Linked DNA regions of Zea mays: region 2 is linked to region 1. A link is a contact called in public Hi-C data. All regions are on one chromosome and are shown on one strand. The core of a region is the stretch at or near the end of the contact, and the rest is flanking DNA. Distances in the headings are between cores, read along the strand shown. Region 1 holds the start of LOC100194061 (nucleoporin p58/p45). Region 2 holds the start of LOC100273561.

The links. A called contact is a pair of places that touch in the nucleus more often than the background predicts.
Region 2: a contact with region 1 is called in a Hi-C map of bundle sheath, with 4 times the contacts expected there. The contact joins the promoter of LOC100273561 here to the promoter of LOC100194061 in region 1. A contact is called at or near these places in 4 of 25 Hi-C or Micro-C datasets (bundle sheath, ear, endosperm and 1 more).

The regions. Positions count from the first base shown.
Region 1 is chr7:130,185,369-130,190,440 of Zm-B73-REFERENCE-NAM-5.0, forward strand. It overlaps LOC100194061 (nucleoporin p58/p45), which reads right to left and starts at 2,804. Exons shown (of 6, transcript NM_001139117.1): 1 at 2,313-2,804; 2 at 1,001-1,115; 3 at 1-267. The coding sequence starts at 2,671.
Region 2 is chr7:130,367,710-130,372,781 of Zm-B73-REFERENCE-NAM-5.0, forward strand. It overlaps LOC100273561, which reads right to left and starts at 2,825. Exons shown (of 3, transcript NM_001147979.2): 1 at 1,861-2,825; 2 at 1,536-1,764; 3 at 754-1,436. The coding sequence starts at 2,687. The coding sequence ends at 1,272.

The sequences.
Region 1 (5,072 bases), core at 1,554-4,053:
ATTGACAGTGTGCTGCATAAAAATGGAAGGGCGCTTTGGGACTCCACTGTAGAAATCTAACACTGGCTGATTGGGTGGAGCACCAGCAGAAGGATTTGAAGAACCACCATTTGCAACTCCAGCACCTGTACGGGTGAATCTTGGCCTCAACATCAGATACGACCTAATAGCAAATTCCGTGTTCCACATCATTTCATTGACAACATTCATCAACTCTTGAATGGAAGCCTTCTCTCTCTCCATTACAGTGGTGGTCCCTCCAAGTTCCTGCTAGAGTAGACAACAAATATCACTAATGGATCCAAGATCCTGCTAGAACAGACCCAGGCCAGCCTACCACTATGGCACTACAATTGTATACAAAATAAAATATTCAGCATTGGTACATCAATTCCCAGCTACCAACCAAAATTACTTTAAAAGGCATGTTAACATTCAGGTTGGATGCAAGTTTGCACTAAATAACCCACCATGATCTTATTAGATTTATAACTGCACTATCATGGGAAAACTTCGTAGTCAAACTATGAAGCTTCTATTCTTACTAGCTTCTATGAAGTTTCAGTTGCAACATAAGTTTTCCTTGTTCATGACATAACTAAACCATTAGAACAAGCCTATATCTAATAGACTTATATGATAGATCACATATTTGTGGAAAGTGGAGAAGGTTTAATCTTTCAGAAATTCACCTAACAAAGAAATGGAAGAGGGTTTTGAAGTCTGCAGTTGTCGGGGGGTCAGGGGACACTATATCAAAGATATAGATCACTAACTCATGAACCTTAAAATTCATAGAAGGTCTACAGGTGACTCTTGTCTGTTTGCAATGATATAACAAATTCTAGAAAAATACTTTGTGCTCTTTCAGAATGCCTATCATGCTATCAGCCAAGACTACAGTGATTTCTGGATTGTGGAGCGTGACAAAAACAATCAATCATGCACTAAAAGCTAAGAAAATCTAGTAAAGGTGAAGATCCTGATGAAATATCCGAACCTGAACAATCCGACTTGCATCAAGCTCAAAATTTACATTTGAGATTGAGGAGTCATAAAGGCGACTGCACTGATCCAACCTCTCACACTCGTCTCTGTAGTCTCGTACCTTGTCCCTGCAAAACCACAGTTAAGGAAGAAAAACATCATGGAAACAATTTTGTTGGGGGTCTTCTTCTCCGCCGAAGGTCGTCTAAGCAAAAACACCTTCGTCGGGACAGTACAAGGACAGATGTGATATGAAGATATAAGCCGAAGCTACAATTAGAAGAGCTTAGGTTTGGTGTCATGCTAAAGACGAAGGACGATACCGACTTAAAGAGGAAAAGACTGTATGGTCCTTGCTAGTCTATATTATGATCATAATTAGTTATCAGGGACACAAATGTAATTTTGTCCGGGCTGCGTCACGTGCCTATAAATAGATGAACAGTACACATGCACTGTTCATGCTGCATTGTAATTGTTCCCGCGTCCCTCACATTATCACCTTCTGTTGAAACGAAGGTATCAATAAAGCATAAATATTATGAGCATTTATTTATGTTTATAAAGTGAAATAAGAATGTTAATAATCCATTTCTATGCTGCCATTATTTACATTCTTATATGTTTTATGTCTTTTTATATGTATTCATTTATCGAGATGATGAAGATATGACCTTCGTCCAAAAATCATTATATCCGAAGGGAAATAATGTTTCGAAGGACGAAGGTCCTTATCCATTAACGATTGTGTTGCTTTGTTATTGGTGTATAGCATTCGAGAAGAAGGACCATCAAATTTATAGTGCACAACTGAAACATCAAATGCTCCAATAAACCCAATGTATGCAACATATTACAAAAAATGGAGAGGAACTGCAAGCCCTTGACCATTGAGGCTAAGACTCTGAGGATTGCCTCGAGAACATCAAACACAACATAAGCCCACCCTCAACAGAAAATCTAATCATGGAATACAAGATGTATCATTCCGTCCAGAAACCAAAACTTTACTACAATGGAAAATGGCAGCAGCCTCAAATTTAAAAAATAGCCCCATGTAGGAAGAGAACAGGCTGAACAGCTTAGATACGTCATCTACCAATACCTTCAATTTAAATCACACTCATTTCACCGTAAAGAATCAATCGGGAGCACATTCCACTAATTTGGCCTAGTAATCATGTACTTCTGCTAATTGGGTGGAGCAATTCTAGTTGTGGGTCTAAATCGACAATGAGTTCCATGATTCCATCTAAGCAATAACCGCGCTCCTTTGCAAGAAAAGCAGACAAGGGAAAAGTAAATATTCAGAGGAAGAACCCTACTCGATCTGGAGCAAAGCCTTCTGCGACTCGGCGTGCAGCTCCTCCCACTTGGTGTTGTACCCAGCGGGTTTCATATCCGTCGTGTACAGCATCAGCTTCTGATGCTGTGGCTGCGGCTGCTGAGGTTGCGCCGCCGGCGCCACCTGCTGCTGTGGCTGCTGCTGCGGCTGCGGCTGGAAGCTGAACTGGAACGGCGAGGGCGATAGGGACGGCGCCTGTGAGGTGGCCGGAGTCGGCGTCTGAAACGGATTCGGCGCCGCCGGCGTCTGAAAGGGGTTGGACGCAGCTGGCGTCTGGAAGGGATTCGACGCAGCCGGCGTCTGGAAGGGGTTCGGCGGCGAGGCGAAGGAGAATGCCATTGCCGCGCGCGGAGACGGAGAGGTCGGCGCCGGCGATGTCGACGGCGATGACGATGGCGGAAAGTAGTGGGCTCTTGCTGGGCCGGCGCACGACGGGCTCGGCGAGCTCTTTAAACCCTGGAACTAGAAAACCGGAAGCCGATGCCCTTGGCCCCCTTACCTTAAAGGGTTTTTTAAATTTGTGCCTTCAGTTTTGGTGGTATGCTTATTTATACCCTTAATCGTGTTTTTCTCAGTTGTGCTCTTCCAATGCTATAGAACAGAAGGACACAGCTGAGAAAAAACACGACTAAAAGTATAAGTAAGCACACTACCAAAACTGAGGGCACCAAATTAAAAAACCCCTACTTTAAACTCTAAAAGTTATATTACTCATTAGTATAAAAAGGTACTGAAGTTTAGACCTTCTATGTCTGAATTACTGAATTACTAATTTCTGAATCCTACGTTTTTTATGTTTTTAACTAATTTCTGTAGAATTCCTATGCCATTTTCCCAGTATCCTGCGTCCGATCCAGGTTTACAAAATTGTCTCGGGTAGAAAAACTGTTACTCACTGGTAACGGTTTACCGCCGTTAAACCGGTGAAAACTAGTAAAAACCGGTCGGTACCAATTCAAATAAATTTGAATTCAGACCGGTTTACCGGTGAAAAACGACGAAAAACCACTCTAAACCGTCGGTTTACCACGAAACGAACCAGTTTCGCTGTTTTTACATAAAATGGAATTTTTTGACAGAATTTATTTATAATTTGCTCAATTCACATTGCACGGTAAATATTAATTGATCCACAAGAGATGTGTTCACCAAAATAACATACAACAAATATATGCAACCACAAACTCCAGTTCTTATGCAACAAACAACCAACGAACTTCGCAATACTCAAATACAAGTTCTTTTACAACTCTCCAACGAGGCAACGACACGTAGGTCAAATTATTTCACAATATTCACATGTTCGACTCAAATCATAGTGATAGTACTCGGGCCTGTTGGAAGGATCGTGATATTGTTCTAATCTGTCATAGTGATAGTGATAGGTCTATACAAAAGATATGATACACATTAGCGAGAAAACCAAAACGACAAATAAATACTTATCCACAAATAAAAAACATACTGGCATGTGTGTTTGGTGTTTGCGTATTGCATGTGCACCTCACCAAGTGTTGGACTTTTCTTTTGATGTCACACCCGGTTTTAAGAGACAAAGCCGGGTGCATCTCATACATGCGCCAAAGAAGACAACATATATAATAACAGAGTGTATAGAGATAAATGTCACAATAATCAGAGTACTTATTACATAGCGGAAGACTTACAAAAATAAAAGATAAATATAACATGATCTAAAATCCATCCTTGGCGCGGAAAGTCAACTGGGAGACACCACCTAGATCGAATCGAACTCCTCGATACGTGGCTCCACTTGAACCACCTGTTCTTCTCCTGTGGGCGGTGTGAGACAGTAAGGGTGAGTTCACACATGATCATAGCTCAACAAGTTGTGGGGAACCAGTGGCATGAACTCACCAAATGTGGGAGTTCATGTGATGTGTAAGGCTAATCAACAACATGGGTTAAAGCTGAGCATTGCTTTTAAGTAGTTGGTCAAAATTTTATTAGCAATTACTAGATATAAGTAAATACCAAACATTAATAAAAATAATAGAACAAAATTAATAAATAATCCCATGCAATGTGTCGGGGACCATAATTAGGGGTACCCCCAAGACTTCTAATCTCAGCTGGTAACCCCCACCAACACAAAGCTGCAAAGGCCTGATGGGTGCGATTAAGTCAGGGCTCGGTCCACTCAAGGGACACGATCTCGCCTCGCCCGAGCCCAGCCTCGGGCAAGGGCAGCCGACCCTGGAGGATTCACGTCTCGCCCGTGGCCCCCTCAAGCAACGGACACACCTTCGGCTCGCCCGAGGCCCAGTCTTCGCCAAGAAGCAACCTTAGCCAGATCGCCACGCCGACCGACCGTATCGCAGAAGCATTTAATGCAAGGATGGCCTGACACCTTATCCTGACGCGCGCCCTTCAGTCGACAGAGCCGAAGTGACCGCAATCACTTCGCCGCTCCACTGACCGGCCTGACAAGAGGACAGCGCCACCTGCGTCGCTCCGACTGCTATGCCACTCGACAGAGTGAGGCTGACAGCAGCCAAGTCCGGCTTCGGGCGCCATAGGAAGCTCCGCCTCGCCCGACCCCAGGGCTCGGCCCCCGTCTCGGCCTCGTACGACAAACTCCGCCTCGCCCGACCCAGGGCTCGGGCTCGGCCTCGGCTCCGGAAGACGACGAACTCCGCCTCGCCCGACCCAGGGCTCGGACTCGGCCTCGGCTCCGGAAGACGACGAACTCCGCCTCGCCCGACCCAGGGCTCGGACT
Region 2 (5,072 bases), core at 1,575-4,074, 180 kb after region 1:
AATTAAAGTACCACAAGCTCCGAGATTATCTCCTGTTCGGTCTGTACTCGAGGTCACAAATCACAAGCCTCGAGGAAGTGTTGAGAGCGCCTGTTGCATGTGTCTAGCCGTCTAGCTAGTAGCTAGTTGGATAGACACAGTTTCCTAGTAGGCTAGAGCATCCGGGGCCATCTGTGCATGTTCCGATGTTCACGCTCCTGAGCTCGACATTTTAGTATTTTACAGGTCAACCGACCCATTTCATCACCGCACTGTTCCCGAAGCAGTACAATGAATGAATGAATGATCCATAAGAACATCATGTATACGGGGACAAAAGGTTCAGAATTATCACCACTTCTGACACGATGGAATGAGTGACGTTATCTCACATGGTGCAGCGGAAGGATAACTGTATGAGAGATGGGCATACATAGCTGTCCTATAATAATGCGAGAAATTTGAAGCAACAGGGGGATCCAGGGCAACCAACAATGCGTTGTGCCAGCCTCACATTTCCGCGATCCGGAACCCTTTTTCTCCAGCATTCACGCCCCCGGTGCAAAGATCTGTGAGGGGACCGAAAGCTGTGAATTGCTCTCTCTCTCTCTCTAGGTTTCAGAAAACAGTGGGCTCAGGGAGGTAGGGAGCAGGGAGTGGATCGACAACACAACAGGCCACTGGAAATTATTCATGCCATCTGTGCCAGACCAGAGACGCTTGGGTTGCATTGCAGGGCAGGACAAGCGGGGAGATTTACAGTCCTTCCCCCATGTGCACCTCCAAGTACATTTGCAAACGGAGAATCACTGCACATGGGAGAAGCGGTCAAGATTTAGGTTGGAGAAATGGAGACGCAGATGCAAAGCTAACAGACTCCTGTGACTGTAAGCAGTGGCCCCAGTGCCCTGCACACATCCCCCCTACTGAGACATAATTGAGGAGTAAATGAAAACTGAGAAGGGCACTGGAAAGAAGAAGAAAAAACTCGCTCTCCACCATTGATACACCGCCTGGATCTATGTACAGTTACAGCTTGTTGCAAGGAAAGGTGCGAGGGAACCCCTCCGACAGCCATGGCGATATGGCCGTTTCTCGCAAATGGTTTCTGCCAGCTCCGCTCTTCGTCAGACAGGCTCCCGTCGTCTCGTTGCTGAACCCTGACTCGGAAGCGCGCGGTTGTGCTGCCCCGGTCGTCGTCTCACCTCACTGATTAGTTATTGTCCTTCACTACCCTAATGTACAGTTAGAAAGAGAGAGAGAGAGCGAAACATGGTCTCGCACACAGCAATTCACACATAGGTCTCACAAAACTTCCCATCCATCCTGTTCTGGACTGCCTTGATCGCCGCCACTCGAGCGGCCGTGGCCGCCCTGTTCGCGGCCATTACCGCCCTGTGGACCTGCTCATCAACTCTAGGCAAGCGAAACGCGTTCTCTGCAGCTCGCTGTGCAGCCTGGGTGGGAGGACAAAGAGGAACGCGCAACGGCCACTGTTAAGATTTACGGAAGGTGGGTGGATTTTAGCCGCACAGGAAAACCGCTGTCTGTTTTACCTGTACGGCTCGCTGGACAGAAGGATCGGCCGGGGGCAAGGGGGTCTTGAGCGTCCCAGAATCCCAGTCCCCCGATCGCTTGTCGCCGTTCCGGAACGTGTACATCCCGAATCCCTGCTTCTTGCCTTCGTGCCACGAGCCTTCGTAGCAGTGGCCGTTGGCGAAGCTGTAGACGCCGAAGCCGTGGATCTTGTCCCCGAAGTACTCGCCCGCGTAACGGTCACCGTTTCTGGAACAGATTTGAGCAGCGAGACCGGTAATTAGCGACCCGAGGGTTCGCGGTTCAAGCGATTGCCGAGGAATTTTTTTTTCGGTAAGCGCTCACCTGAAATGGTAGCTCCCGAGGCCGTGCTTGACGCCGCACTTGAACTCCCCGACGTAGGAGCTGCCGTCGGAGCAGGTCTGCGCGCCGATGCCGTGGCTCTGGCCGCCGGCCCACTCGCCCGCGTAGCAGTCGCCGCTGTAGAAGCGGTAGACGCCGTGGCCGTGGCGGAGCCCCTGGCGGTACTGGCCGCGGTACCGGCTGCCCCGCGCCCAGCTCTCGACGCCGTAGCCGTCGTACTTGCCGTCGACCCAGTCGCCCTCGTACTTGCCCTTGCCGAAGAAGTTGTACACGCCGCTGCCGTTGCAGTTTCCCTTGTGGAACTCGCCCTCGTAGCAGTCCCCATTGCTGTAGAACTCGACGCCCTCGCGCACGACGCGGCCGTGCGGCGCCGCGGCGGCCTTGTCCGCCCGCTTCTGCGGCTTGTCGTCGTCGTCCCCGATGAACCACTGGACGGAGCCGGAGCCCGGCGAGCGGCGCAGGCGTCCCCGGAGCAGGCGCGCGGCCCCCGCGGCGGCGGCGAGCGCGGCGGCCGCGGACGCCGCGAGGAGGGCGAGGTGGCGGCCGTCGCCGCCGCGGAGGAGGAGGAGCAGGGGCAGGAAGGCGAGCGGGAGCACGAGGACGAGCAGCGGGTGGTTGGAGCCGCCGCCGGGGTGGAAGTGGTGGGGCGGAGGCTTGGGGTGCGCCTGTGCCTTCTTGTCGTCGGGCTCCGGGTCCTCGACAACCACGGCCTGGAACGAGGAGCAGTTGCGCACCGTTGGCGAGCGCAGCAGCGAGGACGGCGTCCGCGTCAGCTTGCCGGCTCCCGTTCCGCCGCCGTGGACGTCCATCCCTCGTCGACGCCGCTCTCCGGCTCCTCGATCTCTGGCGGATCTCCGTCTCAAATCACTAGAGCAGACGCGCGGAGCAAGCGGGGCAGGCAGAGGATGGCAGATCGACGGGAGCAGAGCGGGAGTGGGTGGAGCGGAGAGAAGAGAGGACGGGGCGGAGGGGTCTCTTATAACCACCGCGGGTGGGATGGGAAGGGGAAGGCGGAGCCAGGGAGGTGAGGTGTGACCAGCTCCGCGTGCGCAGCGCAGACCGTCCCGTCCCGTCTCACTGCCGCGTGGGCCCTATCGGCGGGGTATGTTGGCGCTTCCTGCGCCGCGGCCCGGGCGGGTGGTCTCGCGGTCGCGGCTAACGGACTTTGTTTGGTTGGCCTGGGCGGGAGACGCGCGCGGAGGGGTTGGGCTGTGGGAGCTTGGCCGCTCTCTGGTGGCGCTTGGCCGCTTGCGCAGACTGCACACCGCACAGGCTGCAAGCCGGGAAGAGAAGACGAGGGGAGGGGAGGCTGTCAGTGGGTCGAGGTGGCGCCCACCGAATTCGGATCTGGCAATAGAGGGAGCGAAGGAGGCGTCGTTTTGTGCGGTGACGTGAGTGTGTCCAAGCTTTGGGCACGTGTCGCCGGGTGCTTTTTTCCTAGTCCGGGACCAGGCCGGCGCGGGCAACGGATTGGTGGTTGCCGGGTTGGGCTGGGGACCCTACGACAGAAGGTAGCCTTTTCATTTTTACATTAAAAGCAAAAAAAAAGTAAAACTATACCTCACAACTGAACTTGTAGAAATAGTTATTTTCCGATCCATCAATAAACGATCCTAATTATAAATAACATTTAAACTTTTCCGTATCAAGATCCTAGAGGCATAGGTGTACATTTGTGCTATGCCTAATAGGCCGACCCAAAACACATAATTTCTGGCACGGTCCATACCTGACACGGCCCAATCTAATTGTGGGCCTGGGCCGGCACGGCCCACATTAGCCGTGCCTGGGCCTCAAGTCAAGCCCATGGGTCGGCCTGACACGACCCATTTAACTAAGGCCCACCGAGACCCACTAAATATAGACTCAGTATTTAACTAAGGTCCATTAAAGTCTACATGACTAGCATAACTTGGAGAATCTAGAGCTTCAATAAGCTATCGAGAACTAATACCTAGATATGGATAGTGAATAGTGATGATGATCATTGTATATGTATTTTGTATGAATGTATAGTACTCAATTAAACACTAAACAAATAACTGAATATTATTTGTGAGCTATTTGTAATATTTTTTCTTTCTAACCAAAGCTTTATAATGTGCTTCCCAAAACATCTTAGTTTTATTTTGGTCATATATATATTTTATATTTTTGTTGATATATTACTATTGTATGTACATGGGCCGGTCTGGCACATTAAGGTATTTTGTGCTATTTGAGCCAGCATGACACACATAACTAATTGTGGGCCGTGCCGTGGGCCGATGACTGAGCACACGTGCTGGCACGGCATAGCCCATAATTAGATATGTGCTTTTGTAGGTCGTACCTTTGTGTGTCGTGCTTTTGTGGACCTGTGCCGTGCCGGACCTGGCCGGCCCACATGTACATGTATACCTAGAGGACTTAGGCCCCATTTGGATTCACTCATTTTTAAGAGCTTCGTTTGATAAGCTTACTTAGCTACTGAGAAAAGTCATTTATTGAAGAAGCTTGAAAAAAGCCAACAGTCTGGTATAGCTTCTCACCATCCTGCTCAACAGCTTAAAAGGCGCGTGTGACGACTGCGAAAATGGAGGAGCAGGAGCTGTCGTCGGTGGCTGCGGCAGGTGCCCGACGCCAACGACAGGGGAAGCTAGCGAGCGGCGCCGGTGGTGAAGGGAGGCGCGACGCTGGCGGCCGGGGAGGTGATTGCGGCAGCGACGAGAAATGTGTGCCCAGCGTTAATGGCAGGGGAAGCTAGCGAGCGGCGGCGGTGGTGGAGGGAGGTGCGACGCTGGCGGCCGGGAAGGTGCGGCGTTGGCAATGGGGATGTGTGGCGCTGATGATAGGGGGCAAGGGGAGGCGTGCTATCGGTAGTGTGCAAACTCGGTAGAGAAGAGGCGCGCGTGGGGCAAAAAAAAAAAAAAAAAAAACCACTAGAGAAGCCGCTCGGTGGTGGCTTTTGGCTTATGGGTTCCGCCAGTTATTCTAGAAAAGCTATTGCTAGAAGAAGCTCGGAAAAAGCTAGGTGTTTGAAACCACTTCTGCTTATTTTGGATGAAAAGCTCCCAAATAAGTGGATTCAAACAGGGCCTTAGTAACCGAAAGAGGGACGGCAAGCCCGCACGTTAAAGGGCAACGAGTACTTGTCGGCCTAGTGAGGACTGGTTTAGTGAATTGGAGGGATTTATGAAAAAAATCTTTTCTCT